2 separate regions of the Oryctolagus cuniculus genome follow, and region 2 is linked to region 1. Evidence: chromatin contacts called from public Micro-C data. All regions are on one chromosome and are shown on one strand. Each heading gives the region's core, a stretch centred on a gene start, on an enhancer-like site or on the middle of the called end of the contact. The rest is flanking DNA. Distances are from core to core; before and after follow the strand shown. Region 1 holds the start of MEF2D (myocyte enhancer factor 2D). Region 2 has its middle 37 kb from the start of MIR9-1.

Region 1 (4,377 bases), core at 188-2,687:
ACCTGGGATAACCCGGGAGGGCCCCCTCCCCCCAACACTGTGCCTAGACCCAGGAGCCCTCCTTCCAGGAGATCTGGGATCGCTGCTGAGTGGTCAGCCACAATCTCCAGGGGAAGGGGCCGCTTTTCCTCATCCCTGTGCAACCCACACCCAACAGGAAGGGGGCTGGCACTGGGGTGGGAGCCTATACACACCTTAGTCTCCCGGGCCCTCCCTCCCTGCCAAAACCCCGCCACACTCCCCAGACAGACCCCCACTGCCGGCCCAGTGCAGCCTGTCCTACAGGAGAGGGGGCTGGAGAACTCTTGCCCAGATGTTGAACAGCTGCAAACTTCTGGCCAGGGGCTTCTCCAGCGGGGGCTGCCGACGAGCCAGACCAGGGGTCGGGGAGCCGGGCGAGAAGGGTCCCGCGTGCCCACCTCCGCGGCGGCTCGGCGTTCCAACTCCACAGGCACCCGGCGAGCACGCCCCGGAGACACACGCTCACACACCCCAACCCACCACCCCGGTGTCATCTGAACAACATCCCCCTCCCTCCCCCGCTTCCCAAACAGCTGCGGCTCCCCCGCCCCCACCCTCCCGCCGCCCTCCCAGGCCCCCTTCTGCACCATTTCGGGCCAAGGAGGAGGGAACAGGCGGCGCGAGCAGGGAGAGGGAGGGAGGGCCGGCTGTTAAAATGTCAGTCGCTCCCGGCTGTCACCGGAGACCCCCTGTGAGGATGGTGCCCCTTCCCAGACCGCTCCAAGGCCGCGGGGACCCGCGGACACCCAGAGGCCGGCGCGCCCCCGACCCGCCGGTCCCCACCACGTACCTCCAGCACCCAAGGGAATCGCAGCCCACTCCACATGTCCCCCACAGCCGACTCCTAACACAAACAAACAGTCCGCCGCGCACTCCCCCACCGCCGCCACGCCACAGCACCGCCCGCCCCGCGACTTTCTCCCGGCCCAGGGGGCGACCGCATCCCACCCCTCGGGGGGACGGTCCGGACCACCCCCACCCCAGCCCCAGGACGGGGTGGGGGAGGGGGGCTCTTAAAGTGGCAGGCGCGTTATTTTTCTCTACTCACCAGCCCCGCTGGGGGAAAAGGGGTGTCACGGCAGGAAGGGGACAGTCTTCGCCCCTCGTCCGGGGGATCTTCAACACTGGGAAGCCGCAGCTCCGGGCGGAGGGAATAACAAATGAGGCCGGAGTCCGCGCGGGCCCTGGGCGGCGCCGGGGGGCCTGGGCCCCCGTCGTGGGCGCGGGGGCGGGCAGGCGGGCGGCGGGCAAGCGAAGGGACCGGGGCCGAGTGCCCGGGCCGCCTCGGCTGTTGTTGATATTTTGCTTCCTTCCTCCTTTCGGGCTCCAAAGGTAACTCCTCCAGCCCCCGGGAGTCGAGGCCGACGTAGGCACAGCTCAGCCTAGCTTGAGGGCTGAGTGGGGGGGAACGGGGGTGATGGACAGGCGGGGGGGCCAATGGGAGGAACTCGTGGGGGCGGAGGGGCGGGGCCGCGACGAGGGGCGGGGCCCGAGGCGCGGCCCCGCCCCCTTCTTCCCTCGGGCCGGCCCGGCCGGGTCTGCCCCCACCCCGCCGCCCTTCCAAGCTAGGCTGCAGCGCCAGGAGCGGCGGATCCCTCCGCCTGCCGGCGAGGAGAAAGAGCCAGAGACAGGCAAAGTAGGGAGGCGAGACCCAGAGGCCTGGCCGAGGGGTCGGCGCGTGCCCGCGGCGCGCCCTCCGAGCTCGCGGGACGGCCGCCCCCACCGCTGCTGCCCCGCGCTCGAGGGGGTCGGCCCCCGGGGAGGCCCTGCGGGCGGCGCGCACGCTGCCTCGGCTCCCCGCCCCCAGCCCCGGGAGAGTCGGGAGGTGGGAGTCTTAAGTGGAGAAATTCAGGGGAGACCGAGGAGGTGAGAGGCTGCCTTCTCCCCCACTTAGTGTGTGACAAAGCGCCGCTTAAAGCGCCACGCTCTCCTCTCGGGGGGTTACCTGGGGAGCGCAGCCGCTCCCTCTACCTGTGACAGCCCCCTCCCCTCTCTGGGCCTGGCTCGGCTGACGCCCAGCAATTTAAAGCGACAGCTCATAGTTCTTGGGTGACCTAATCTCCAGTGCCTGCGGGCTCCAGAGCACTGACTGCCGAAGGGGCAATTTAAAGGGGCGGCACCCTAACCACCCCCCACCTGCCACACAGGAAATACTCAGAAACATCTTATTAAAGATGTAGCAGTAGCTTTTAAAAATAATTTTTAAAAAAATTCCTGTTGGCCTCAGGGAGTGGTGAGTCTCGAAGTGTCCTCCGAGAGAGGGTGGGTGCCAGGCCGCTGGACAACTGGCCCATCAGCACCCCCCCCCCCAATTCCTGCGACTTCCAAGTCCTGCTTTCCACCTGGAGCTTGCGAAAATGCTTGAATTTGGCTTAGGTCTCAAAAGAGCCTTGCAGAACAGAGAGGTTCTCAGTCCCTCGCACACCCTGATTTCTATCTGGGTAGGTCTGATTTACTAGACAAAGGCTCAATTCTGGGTTAGTGCTGGAGAGACCAATATACACAGAGAGGCACCATGTCCTGGGGGTTAGAAGCCAGCTTTGCAGGCAGGCTGCCCTGGTGCCAGTCCTTGCCCCGCCACTTGTTAACTGTGAATACCTGCACATTATTTAACTTCCTCCACCTCATGATTCTCCCGGGGAACATGGAGCTGGTGATAAGACTACCTAACTCATAAATTGGGTGTGAAGAGTCAATTAGTTCATATAAGTAGATGGCTTCGCTGAGTGCACATGCTGCATTGTAATAACTAAGGGCTGGTTTGGAAGGACTCCTTCGGGTCCCTGGTAGCCCATGCAAGCAAGCCTCAGAGGAGAAGTTCAGAGGAATTATTCTGCAAATAGGTTGGAGCTTATCTTGTACTTCCTAAGACAGAAGGCCAGCAGGCTCCTGTTTCCTTGGCCTCAGTTTCCAACCCTTCTATTTGGCCTCTCCCTCAGGAAACCTGATTTATACAGTGTCCCCAGATGCAGCTTCTCAGCTCTCTGTTGGATCTGGGAGTCAGGGCACCAGGCAGGGCTAGCTTGCCCAAGACTCCGGGATAGGCAGCGGTCCTTCTTCCCCTTCCCCAAGGACCTGGAGAATGGAGCCTTGGGCCGGGTTGGAGGCGGTGTCGGGATGGGAAAGTGCCCCCCCCAAGTGGGGAACCTCCCCTCATTTGTGGCCTCTATTTTTAGTGCTTCTTCCCCAGGCTCTAGCTGGAGAAACCGTTTAGTCATCAGGGTGTTTATTTTCCGGCTGTTTCCGACGTCGGGAAAGCAGAATGTTGAGACTGGAGAGGTCCAGGGCTGCTGGAAGACGCTTCTTAGGAACAGGCCTGGGAACTCAGCCTTTAGACCACTGGGTCCCAGAGCACAGGTGGAAAAAAAAAAAAAAAAGTGGGCATGGATGTAGCCAAGCCCCCTAGGAGACCAGTTTCGAGGCTCCCCAAGCCAGAGAACTCTCTGAGCCCAGTTTGACTTGAAGGAGCCTCTCCCCAAACCAGCGCAGCCCCCAGAACTAACTCTGTTCCAGGGCCTGAGCTCAGAAACCCCCTCCCCAGCCTCCTGTGGCTCTGCGTGGTGAGCCTCCCGCCAACCACAGCTCCAGCCAATCTCCAGCCTGAGGCAGGCTTGCCCGGGCTACGATTGGCTGGCTTTCCTCCCAGCCGTGGAATGTTGGGTCCTGAACAAAGGAATGAGGAAGGAAGGTGAGTCACCTGCGGAGGGTGTTAAAGGGCCAGGAGCCGGGAGGGGCGGGCCCAGCTCAGTGGGGGAGATGCTGACATCCCTAGTCACAGGCCAGCAGAGCAGGAGAGGCAAGTGGGACAGAATTTAGAATGTAGAAAGGCTTCGTAGGAGAGAGAATGTAACAGAGATCTTGATTTCCATGCAGGACTAAGAAAGGGTCCCGGAGATGATGTTGCTGGAAGTCAGACTGAAGAAAGAACTTCCTGAAAGTGACTGACTAAATCTTTTTCCTGTGGTCCCTGGACAGAATCCTCTGGGTAGAAAATGCCTGAGCGGGCTCAGCTGCCTGACTCGTTGTTTCACCTTCTCTTCTGCCTACACAGATATCTTCCCTAAAGAAAAGGCACCTAACAGCCCCCAAAGTGCTATAAAAATCCCCAAGGAGTCAGACACTTAGATACCCAACAAACTAAAACTTACACAAACAAACAAAAACAACTCCGGGCTGGCACTGGCATAGCAGGTAAAGACACTGGCTGTGGTGCTGGCATCCCATATGGGCGCCGGTTCAAGTCCCAGCTGCCCACTATGGCCTGCTGTGGCCTGGGAAAGCAGAAGATGGCCCAAGCGCTTGGGCCCCTGCACCTGCATGGGAGACCTGAAAGAACCTCCTGGATTCTGATCAGTT
Region 2 (4,756 bases), core at 920-3,419, 37 kb before region 1:
ACTCATCCACTCAGCTTGTTTATGGACTGTGGTCTCTGCCACACTCTGGCACACTGCATATTTAGCTCAAGGTCCCCACAGGCCTTACATGACTTCTAAAAAATTATTATTAAAGATTTATTTATTTGAAAGAGTTACAGAGAGAGGACGGAGAGAGAGATCTTCCATCTGCTGGTTCACTCCCCAGATGGCTGTGATGGCCAGGGCTTGGCCAGGCTGAAGCCATGGAACCAGGAGCTTCTTCTGGGTCTCCATGTGAGTACACATGCTTGGGCCATCCTCCACTGCCCTCCCAGGCACACTAGCCTTGAACCGGTGCCCCTATGGGATGCTGGCACTGCAGGCAGTAGCTTAACCCACCGTGCTACAGTGCTGGCCTGTCCTTTAAATTATATTGCATACATAAAAAAGAACAATAATTTATATGTTACATACAGAAGCAAATGAATACCCATAGAGCTATTTACCCAATAACTAGAACATACCAATACCACCCTCCTGTGTGTTCTTTCCCACTCCATCCCAATCTCTATGCAAGGTAACTTTTTTTTTAAGATTTTTTTTTTTTATTAATTTGAAAGACAGAGTTACAGAGAGAGGCAGAGACAGAGAAAGAGGTCTTCCTCTCTCTCTGGTTCACTTCCCAGATAGTTGCAACAGCTGGAGCTGTGCTGATCTGAAGCCAGGAGTTTCTTCCAGGTCTCCCATGTGGATGTAGGGGCCCAAGGACTTGGGCCATCTTCTACTGCTTTCCCAGGCCATAGCAGAGAGCTGGATTGGAAGAGGAGCAGCTGGGGTTAGAACTGGCACCCATATGGGGCGCTTCGGGCCAGGGCTTTAACCCTCTGTGCCACAGCGCCGGTCTCCATATTTCTACATTTTGTGTTCATCAGTCTGTTGCCCTTTGAAAAGTTTTACACACATATCTAAACAATATTTGTTGAATTTCATTTGTTTTTGGACTTTATTTTTTTAAAAAATATTTATTTATTTGAAAGAATTACACACAGAGAGAGGAGAGGCAGAAAGAGAGGTCTTCCATCCCCTGGTTCACTCCCCAGTTGGCCGCAATGTCCGGAACTGAGCTGATCCAAAGCCAGGAGCCTGGAACTTCCTCTGGGTCTCCCACATAGGCACAGGGGCCCAAGGACTTGGGCCATCTTTCAGTGCTTTCCCAGGCCATAGCAGAGAGCTGGATCAGATGTGGAGCAGCCGGGACTCCAACGGGTGCCCATATGGGATGCCGGCACTGCAGACGGTGGCTTTACCTGCTAGGCCATGGCGCTGGCCCCTGTTTTTGGACTTTATAAAAATGGTTTTGGGGACAGGCATTTGGCCCGGAAGTTAAGCCACTGCTTGGGACACCCACGTGCCATATGGCAATGTCTGCTTCCAGCACAGGCTCTGCTCCCCACTCCAGCTCCTGAAGAGCAGGTGATGGCTCAAGTCCATGGGTGCCTGACGTCCACGTGGGAGGCTCCTGGCTTTGTCTTGGCCCAGCCCTGGCTTTTGTGGGGTATTTGGGGAGTGAATCAGAGATGGAAGATGTCTCTCCCTCTGAAAACCACTGCCTTTCAAATAAAATGAAAACAAGTAGAGATTTATTTAAAATGGTTCCAAACGTTTGCAGTGTTCCGGAATCTCTTTCACTTGGTATTACGTTCCTGAGATTTACCCACGCCAATTGCGTTCTTTGTACCCATTTCCCAAGCCTCATCACCTTCACGCGCAGATCACAGGAACACCAAGTGATCCTGCTGCTTCTGAATACCTCGAGCACTCACTATTAAAAAACCACACACAAAAAACCCCAGACAGTGCCTGCGCTTTTATCTTCGGCGTCATCAGCCGACCGGACGCAAGCTCCTTGGAGAAACAGACTGGGCGCCGGGCAGCCTGCGTTCAGGCTCACTTCACCGCGACAGGCAGCGCCACCTCCTTAATAACCCATGGAGGCGGTCTGGGGAGAACTCCCGGGACAGTGAACATTACACTGGGGACACTGCGAAGCGGCTGGCTGCGTGCGAGCACGTTCGTGACGCCCCGAAGGCCAGGCACCGCCATCCTTTCTTCTGGATCTTTCAGGCGCAGTCAGGGTCTGGGAAAGGCCAGGAGGAGAGAGGGCGCTGGCTCTCCCTCAAGTGGAGCAGGGAGGCGGAGGCGGTCTGACTCACGCCCGCGCGCCTTCGCCTCGGAGCCCGGAGCACAGGGGACTCAGCCAAAACTGGTCGCAAGGCTCCGTTTTTTCCCATATAGGGGGCTGTCTTTGTGTACGCATGCGCCCTGTGCAGGATGTGGTTGGCTGTTGACCCCATCTGTCATTGGAGCAGCCAATGGAGCGAGGCCTAGAATCTACTTCCCGCCCAACGACCGGAGGCGAAGGGAGTGGGTTGAGGTCTTTGTCCGCACCGTCGCCAGTGTGTGGACGAGCCGACCCGGCAGTCGGTGCCGGCGGCGTGCAGCGAGCTGGGAGTGTCGGCTGACCTGGCTGCAGTGTCCAGCAGGGAGGGAGGCGGGGAGGAGGGGGTCAGCGGCCCGGTAAAGGGCGGCGGGGCCCGCGCTTCTGGCGCAGTGTCCCAGGACCAGCTGCCAGTTCCCCGTGGCTGGAGCGCCCCCTGTGGGCCAGACCCTTGGCGAGGCGCTGGCCGGCCGGGCAGGGATTGGGCGCCCGAAGGTTGTGACAGCGGCGGGGACGGGCACCGAGGGCCGCGTGAGGGCAGGGCTTGCGGGCGCGAGCGCTCCTCTCGCCGCCTGGCCGGCGGCGTCACCGGCTTTTATTAGGCACGTGGTGGCCGATGCGCAGTAAACAGGAGTGACTCTGGGCGGCCACCCTGCGAAGGCGGGGACCGTACTTAGTGACCAAACAACTGCCTGAGTGAGGCCCTGGGAGCTGTGAACGCGGAGAAGCAAGTGCAAAGCACAGGGAACAAATGCAGGCCGGGCCCCCGGGCTGAGTTGAACCACACCCGGCAGGCCCCGCAGGGAGACTGGGAGCTTCCGAGATCCATCTCCTTGCAGGACGCGGGCTGTGGAGCCTGGGGTGGGGTCCCTGTGTCCCTTCCACATCCGCTGTTCCTGAAACGTTTCCACAGTCACAAGGCTGGAAAAGTTACTCAGCCCATGGGACTGGCGGGTGAGTCAGAAGAACATGAGCTGCAAGAGAACTCGTCTGGCCGCCTCCTTGGCTGAAACAGATACTACCCTTTGCTTCCCGCCTCCCAAGAACCTGCCTCTGGGATGCTGTTCGTCCATGGACCAATAGCTGAGCCCCATTCGCTAGTCCTGCAGCTGGAAGGTCGAGGAGAAGCTACAAAAAAGTCACACTTTTGAGTATATTTATTAAAAAAATAATAATAATCAGGGGCTGGCGCTGTGGCATAGTGGGCTAAGCCTCCACCTTTATCGCCAGCATCCCATGTGGGCGCCGGTTCTAGTCCGGGCTGCTTCTCTTCTGATCCAGCTCTCTGCTATGGCCTGGGAAAGCAGTGGAAGTGCTCAGGCCCTGCACCTGCATGGGAGACCTGGAAGAAGCTCCTGGCTTCGGATTGGCCCAGCCCTAGCCATTTTAGCTATTTGGGAGTGAACCAGTGGATGGAAGACTCTCTCTCTCTCTCTCTCTCTCTCTCTCTCTCTCTCTCTCGCTCCTTCTCTGTCAGTAACTCTACCTCTCAAGTAAATAAATAAAAAAAAATTTTTAAATCTCGTGTTCGTACCATTATAGAGTTTTTTTTTTTTTTTTTGACAGGCAGAGTGGACAGTGAGAGAGAGAGACAGAGAGAAAGGTCTTCCTTTGCCATTGGTTCACCCTCCAATGGCCGCCACGGCCGGCGCACAGCGCTGATCCGATGGCAGGAGCCAGGTGCTTCTCCTGGTCTCCCATGGGGTGCAGGGCCCAAGTACTTGGGCCATCCTCCACTGCACTCCCGGGCCACAGCAGAGAGCTGGCCTGGAAGAGGGGCAACCGGGACAGAATCCGGCGCCCCGACCAGGACTAGAACCCAGTGTGCCAGCGCCGCAAGGCGGAGGATTAGCCTAGTAAGCCGTGGCACCGGCCCACTGTAGAGTTTTCAAAGTGCACTTCCCCACGCATAATCTCATTTTAGCCTCACTGAACACACGCTGTGTGCCGTAAACAAAAATGGATGAGGCCAGGTATTTTAGAATTTTACTTATTTTTGTTTCATTTGAGAGGTGCAGTGGTGGGAACTGGTTCATGCTCCAAATGCCCAGAGAGCAGGACCTGGGCCAGGCAAAAGCCAGGAAACAGGAATTCAATCCAGGATTCCTACACGGGTGACAGGGACCAAAGTACTGTGGCCATCATTTACTAAAAAGGAATATATATATATATATATATATATATAAATGTATTCCTTTTTAGTATATATATATATACTATACTATAATATATATATATATATATATATATATATAGTATATATATATTTGAAAGAGTTACCAGGGCAGGGGACAGGGGGAGGTAGAAGCGGGAGAGAGAAGTCTTCCTTCTGGTGGTTCACTCCCCCGATGGCTGCTACTGCAACCACTGGGGCTGGGCCATGCTGAAGCCAGAAGCCTGGGACTCCGTGTGGGAAGCAGGGGTCTAAACACTTGGGCCATCCGCTGCCTTCCCAGGTGTGTTAGCAGGGAGCAGGATTGGAAGTGGAACAGCCAGAGCCGAAACCAGTGCCAAGGGCGTCAGACAGTGGCTTACCCTGCTAAGCCACAGCAGACCCTAGGCAGTGCATTTCTTAAG

What was found. Hi-C and Micro-C count contacts between places; a contact is called where the count stands out from the background.
Region 2: a contact with region 1 is called in a Micro-C map of ear pinna, with 4 times the contacts expected there. The contact joins the enhancer-like site here to the promoter of MEF2D in region 1. A contact is called at or near these places in 3 of 6 Hi-C or Micro-C datasets (ear pinna, skin fibroblasts and an unstated tissue).

What each region holds. Positions count from the first base shown.
Region 1 is chr7:42,253,371-42,257,747 of mOryCun1.1, reverse strand. It overlaps MEF2D (myocyte enhancer factor 2D), which reads right to left and starts at 1,437. Exons shown (of 13, transcript XM_070077525.1): 1 at 1,070-1,437.
Region 2 is chr7:42,291,089-42,295,844 of mOryCun1.1, reverse strand. No RefSeq gene overlaps it. Among named protein-coding and RNA genes, the nearest start is that of MIR9-1, 37 kb to the left of the region's middle. Within about 2 kb of position 2,169, at least 7 of the 8 cell types and tissues checked have an H3K27ac peak or open chromatin away from gene starts, as enhancers often do. A contact at or near this core is called in ear pinna, where this site is marked.